2 separate regions of the Sus scrofa genome follow, and region 1 is linked to region 2. Evidence: chromatin contacts called from public HiChIP or PLAC-seq data. All regions are on one chromosome and are shown on one strand. The core of a region is the stretch at or near the end of the contact, and the rest is flanking DNA. Distances in the headings are between cores, read along the strand shown.

The links. HiChIP or PLAC-seq counts read pairs in DNA pulled down with a chosen protein or histone mark.
Region 1: a contact with region 2 is called in an H3K27ac HiChIP or PLAC-seq map of alveolar macrophages. The contact joins two enhancer-like sites. A contact is called at or near these places in 3 of 47 Hi-C or Micro-C datasets (adipose tissue, blood and omental adipose tissue) and 1 of 2 datasets of contacts at active chromatin or transcription factors (alveolar macrophages).

What each region holds. Positions count from the first base shown.
Region 1 is chr15:56,110,537-56,113,767 of Sscrofa11.1, forward strand. ERI1 (3'-5' exoribonuclease 1) reads right to left here. Exons shown (of 7, transcript XM_021075032.1): 3 at 3,103-3,231. Among named protein-coding and RNA genes, the nearest start is that of ERI1, 11 kb to the right of the region's middle. Within about 2 kb of position 1,890, at least 1 of the 83 cell types and tissues checked has an H3K27ac peak or open chromatin away from gene starts, as enhancers often do. A contact at or near this core is called in alveolar macrophages, where this site is marked.
Region 2 is chr15:56,008,105-56,011,372 of Sscrofa11.1, forward strand. It overlaps PPP1R3B (protein phosphatase 1 regulatory subunit 3B), which reads left to right. Exons shown (of 2, transcript XM_005671823.3): 2 at 727-3,268. The coding sequence ends at 1,609. Among named protein-coding and RNA genes, the nearest start is that of PPP1R3B, 7.4 kb to the left of the region's middle. Within about 2 kb of position 1,932, at least 14 of the 83 cell types and tissues checked have an H3K27ac peak or open chromatin away from gene starts, as enhancers often do. A contact at or near this core is called in alveolar macrophages, where this site is marked.

The sequences.
Region 1 (3,231 bases), core at 640-3,139, 100 kb after region 2:
GCTTTTTAGGGCTGCACCCATGGCATATGGAGGTTCCCAGGCTGGGAGTCTAACCAAGAACTATAGCAGCCAGCCTACACTACAGCCACAGCAATGCAGGATCAGAGCAACGTGTGCAACCTACACCACAGGTCACGGCAATGCCAGATCCTTAACCCACTGAGCGAGGCCAGGGATCGAAACTGCAACCTCATGGTTCCTAGTCGGATTCATTTCCATTGCACTACAACGGGAACTCCTATGCTTGCCTTATTTTATGCTAACAACTCCGTGAGCTCATAAAGGACAGTATTGTTAATTATGAGGCTCAGGTCTGTCTCTAAGTGCTTTTTCCTGAGCCCAATGCTACCTCCCTAAACCAGATCACACTAAACCACTTATTAAAAATTCAAGACAATTTCAAAGCCTAAAGATTTATTGGCAGCAACTATTAATACTAGGTTAATATAAAGAAAAAGACAAAAGAATATTCCCTATAGTAGAATATTAAAAAATTAAGAAAAATAAGTGATAATAAAATTCTTTTTACAAACTACTATGTTAAGCAGGTTAATTATCAACACCTACAAAAAACTGTAAAAGAGTAAACAAACAGCAAAGAACATCTGAACTTCAAAAGTTACTTACCAGACATATTGCATAAGGAAAAATTCTACTTAACCGAATCTCACAGACAAATGAAGTGCATACCCTTTTAAGTATCAGTATTTTGTTTCATAATTTTAAATGAAAATCTTTCAAAAATATGTCACAACTTCCCTCACCATTACAAGCAGGTAATAAATACTAAATATGACATTAATAATAAAATTTTACTATGTAATACTTTTAACAGAATGGTGCTACAGAGAACTATGTATTCGTTGACCAAATATTTAATAATCACCTAAATAAATTACATCATAAGTTAAAAGATTCTTATAAAACAGAGTAGAAAAGAAAACAGAGTAGAAAAGAAGGATCAGAAACACTGGGTGTGTGGGGGTATCCAAGCTACACTACTGAACAGAGAACCACTTGGGCTTTATTTAGAAGGCAAGAATTAAGGAAGGCCTGGAAGGAAGGAAGTGAGGATGGAAGGGAGGAAGGGAATTAGCAGCAAGACCTCCAGAGGAAAGGAATTTGAGCTAAAGCCTTGGGAGGTAAGGGGGTGGAACACGCATGGCACTTCTGAGAAACAACAAGCAGGTCAGCAAGCAGGTGAAATCAGAGGTAATGAGAGGCCAGATCATGAAAGTAATATGACTTTTAATCTGAGTTAAATGGGGAGCCATAAAAGAGCTATGAGCAGAGGAGTGAAATGATCTGATTTCTATTTTACTCTGGCCACTAGATTGAGAATGGGTTGTAGGGAACAAGATCGAAACAAACTGGTTAAGTGGTGAACACAACAAATCTAGACAAGAATTCAGTGGGGCTCAGGCTGAGTCAATGCAGTGCGGTTCTGGATATATTTTGAAGACAGAGCAAACAAGAGTCGCTGCTGGCCTGGATGTGTAATGTGAGAAACAAAGGAGTCAAGGATAATTCCAAAGTTAATTAAAGAGAGCAATTAAAGAGAGTCACCAGCCCTCAAACCATGGAAGGCTAAAGGCTGAAGATAAAACAGATTGAAGATAAATTCAACTTGGGACACATTAAGATGTCTGTTTAGATGTCCAAGTAGAGATGTTAAGTAACAGTCTGGATTTGGGTCAGAAAGCAAGTTGAAGATATGTATCCGGAAGACATCAGCATATAGTTTCTAAAAACTATGGAACAAGATGATAAGACAAAATCATTAAAGGAAAGGATCTACATAGAGAAGACGACCTGGGAGTAAACCTACAGCATCAAATATTAGGAAGTTGGGAAAAGAGGAATCAGCAAAGGAAACTGTGAAGGGGAACCCAGCAAGGCTGAAGAAAACCCAGTGGAATGAGATGTACTGGCAGTCACTTGAAGAAAGTGCTTCAAGGAGAGAGTGGTCAATTCCACCAGGACTTACATGAAGGTCAAAGATGACACTGAGGAGTGATCTTAATGTAGTGAATGGAATGGAATACATAACTTAAGCCTACAGTGGTGTGGGTTTAAGAGAGTATGGGAGAAAACAGAGAGAGACTTAAAACATGTAACTTTTTCAAAAAAATCTGCCATGGTGGAACAAAGGCCCTGGGTAGCTGGCAGGGAAGTGGGATCAAGTGAAGGCTTTTTATGGTGTGAAAAATAACAAGTCCATATGCGCTGGGAACAATACAGTGGAAAGCAATAAGTCATTCATGTCTAAATAAGGAAGAATGGCTAAAGGAACGTCCTTGAGTGAGAGAGAGGAAGTAAGATCTAGTGAGTTATGAAAGATGATGATCATAGCTTGATGATCATAACTCTCTTCCTTTTAATTTATTGACCTGTTTGGATAAGGAAATTATATAAATAGGATGATTAAGAATATAACTAAAAAAGACTTCAGATAACACAAAAAATTCTATGCATTTTAATGCACGAAGCCTTTTTATACTCACTCCCAGTGTGTTGCAACTGGGGATACCACAAAAGTAACTTCTGGATACGGAGATATTACAATACATCCTCATTCATATTTTATAAGGCAAATGGTATTAAACACTTCACCAGAAAGATAATCAGTTCTAAGTTGAAAGATAATTTCCGTATCTTATTTTCTTATTTTTAGAGATCAGCATTTAAATTAGTCTACCATAGTGGTTCTCAACCCTAACTGCATACCAACTGAGAAGCTTTAAAAAAAAAAAAAAAAAGATGACACCAGGGGTCCTACCACAGAACAACTAAATCAGAATCTCTGGGATGAGGGCCAGGTATCAGTAATTTTTTTTTAATCTGCAGGAGATTCTGATATTCAGCCAGATATGGATTCTAAGCAAACAGAAAAAATACTTTTATTTTAGCTACTGTAAAAGGAGAGCAACAGACTCTAAAATTATTTTATTATACCCTATCTATTAAGTACGCAGCAAGAGCAAACATCCCCTCTACAGAATTCTAATTCTAGCTAACACAGCAAATGGGACCCTTCACTGTATCACCCAACCCCAGAATAGCTGCTGCTAAAATAAAACTTAAATGTAAAAATTGACTTACTATTTCTAAGGTATGTGTATTCAGTAAAACAACAGGAAATTCTATTATTTCATGTATGAACTCAGGTGGGTTACCCTCTTCACAAGTGGCTTCGAAGTCAATAATACAGATGTAGTCATAGTAACTGTC
Region 2 (3,268 bases), core at 682-3,181:
CATTGTTTTTATGAAGTCAGATATAACCTCATCTTTAGCATGATTCTCTTTGCATTTTATTCTTATAGAGGCTTTTTTCACTAGAGAAACAATTTACTATATGAAAGGTTTAAAAATACTAGATTGTGGCACTTTTTTAAAGCAAGATTTACTGGGATATAAAAATCTGTGTGTTGAATGAAAGCAAGTTAGATGCTGTCCTCACTCCTGAATCCCAGCGTCTAGCATCATGCCTGGCACATAGCAAACACCAATCAATATTGGTGGGATGAATTAATTTCTTTTTATTGGCTGAAGGCAATATTTACCAAAGTATATTCTTCAGAACATGCATTCTGCAAGGTGCTCTACAAAAAAAAAAAAAAAAAAAAAAAGACTTTCCTATTTGGGAAATTCCACAAACAGCATACTATTTTCATTATACACCACAGCCTATCAGTGTACTGAAGGTCCCAAGAAGTCCTGACAGAGAAGCCTGTGAACTGATTTTAAAACTAGTGATTCCATACTTCTCTGTTTATTTTAATCTTGGGCCTTTTCCCTCAACCCCCAACTTTACTCTTTTAATCTCCCTTGAAACCAGTCGTGCTGGACTACACTTGAGTGAATACTGAGATGTAGCCATGTGGGCAGAGGTGAAGGCAATTGTAGTGCTCCAGTCCCAGCTGAAGGGATGAGTCTGAAAGTCTGTCTGATCTTGCCATTTCTGTCTTTCTCCTCTCCCAGGGTTCTAGCCTATTCTTCTAGTCCCGTGATGGCTGTGGACATTGAGTGCAGGTACAGCTGCATGGCCCCCTCCTTGCGCAGAGAGCGGTTCACCTTCCAGATCTCACCGAAGCCAAGCAAACCTCTGAGGCCTTGTATTCAGCTGAGCAGCAAGAATGAAGCCAGTGGGACAGTGGCCCCTACCGTCCAGGAGAAAAAAGTGAAGAAGCGGGTGTCCTTTGCAGACAACCAGGGGCTGGCCTTGACAATGGTCAAAGTGTTCTCCGAATTTGATGACCCGTTAGATATTCCACTGAACATCACTGAGCTCCTGGACAACATTGTGAGTCTGACGACAGCAGAGAGCGAGAGCTTCGTGCTGGATTTCGCACAGCCGTCTGCAGATTACCTGGACTTCAGGAATCGGCTTCAGACCGACCATGTCTGCCTGGAGAACTGCGTCCTGAAGGACAGAGCCATCGAAGGCACAGTGAAAGTGCAGAACCTTGCATTTGAGAAGATGGTGAAAGTCAGAATGACATTCGACACCTGGAAAAGCTTCACAGACTTTCCCTGCTGGTACGTGAAGGACACGTACGCGGGTTCAGACAGGGACACATTCTCCTTTGACATCAGCTTGCCTGAGAAAATTCAGTCTTATGAGAGGATGGAGTTTGCTGTGTGCTATGAGTGCAATGGACAGACGTACTGGGACAGCAACAAAGGCAAAAACTATAGGATCATCCGGGCAGAGCTGAAATCCACCCAGGGAACAGCCCAGCCACAAAATGGACCAGATTTTGGAATAGCCCTTGACCAGTTTGGAAGCCCTCGATGTTCCTACGGTCTGTTTCCAGAGTGGCCGAGTTATTTAGGATACGAGAAGCTTGGGCCCTACTATTAGCAACGGCAGGGCATGGAGCAGGGCTGAGTGGGTACAGACAAGCTGAGCTGCAGTCACCCTGTGATGGAGGTGGAAGCCAAGAGAAGTGGTGAACTGCCTTTAGGCACAGTTTTTGAGAAGAAAGGATCCTAGTCACTCTTTTCCTTCAATCAGCCAAGTCAGCCAGGTTTAGATCACAGAACTGGGTTCATGCTTGGAAGAGATGGGCGTGCTGGTCTGTCTGGCACCCAAGTAACAGCAATGAGGGTCTGAGTAGGATGGTGCCAGAGGGGTCTGGATGGGACCCAGGCCTACAGGCAGCACCGGCGAGGCCGGAGCATGGTGGCTTAATAACGAGGTCACCTGGAGGAGCCCCTCTTCCCTGGGGTGTGGGAAGTCAGTGCCCTGGGAGCCCTCGGTCCCCAGCACCTCCCACTGGCTCCTGGCCCCTCCTATTCGGGTCTTCCCTGCCCAGCCAGGGCCTTCCTGCCTGCTGTAGCTGCCCTGTGTCTACACAGGCATCACACTTCATCTGTGAATTTTGTGCCTATGGTTTTCTTCCACAGTTCATCTGATGTTCAGGAAAAGATAATAAAGGCAGATCAACTCATGTCGGAGACAGGCATTTCCTCTTTCTGATTCCACATAGATATCCCAGCAGAGGACAACACACCAGCTATCGAAAGTAAACTGGTGCTTTGTGGTGTCACCGGTGCCAGGCTGATGCCAGACAGGACAATCATGAGTGGGACAGATATAGCTTCTCCTTTTGGCTTTGTGGGGGAGCTTTCTAAGCACTCACTTTTACCCTGAGTCACCGGACAGCTCAATTACAAGACATTGTGACTTGCTCAGCTGGGCCGGTTTGCCTGTGTCTCTTTCTTCACAAAAGGATTGTAGAATCTCTTTTCCTGGAGAGTCATCTTTTATGCCGTGTTCAGAACATTTGGATTTTCAGATTCGATATATCCTCAACACCTTCAGAAATGTTTGGTTGTATTTTGACTGTGATTTAACAACATCTGCTTTGTAAACAACACTTTACAAGCCCCCACAGACTTTAATTTGGTTGTTCTTATTTATGGTGTGTGGGTGTGTAAAGGGGTAGGGGTCAAAAACCTCACCAAGTTCTCGGATTTTATTTTCACTTTGCCAACTCTGAAATATCAGAGATTAATTGTTCTTAACCATATTGGACTCAAGCATTAAAAGTCTGTTGGTTCATACTGTTGTGAGACTCCTGGGACTTTCCTTATCAAATAGACTCCCAAACTCTGTGATTTTTTTTCTTGGGCAAGATTGGTTGGTACTTGGGAGTGTATAAAAGATATTTTTACATGTGCATTTTTAGAAGGTTGGGGTTTTTGTTTTGTTTTTGGAGCTTAAGTTAAATGACTGCCTCATTTTTCTTGTGCCTGATCTTACTAAAGTAAGGTTTTCGTAAAGGAGGCAGGGAAAGGAGTGCCCAGCTGCCTGGATTTGGGGGCAAACCTCCTTGACTCTGAAAGCAAAGAGTCCTTTCACCTGCGTTATCCAGGTTAGTTGGGAGACACCCTGCAGCTTCTGGGGCTTTTTAACTCAGTGTCAGACAGGTCTGGAGTGTCATGGCTCCTAGAGTTTTGTGGTTGGGTTTTTTCTTTTTTGAACCTTAAAATGTTTTGACTTTTTAAATGCTCTTAA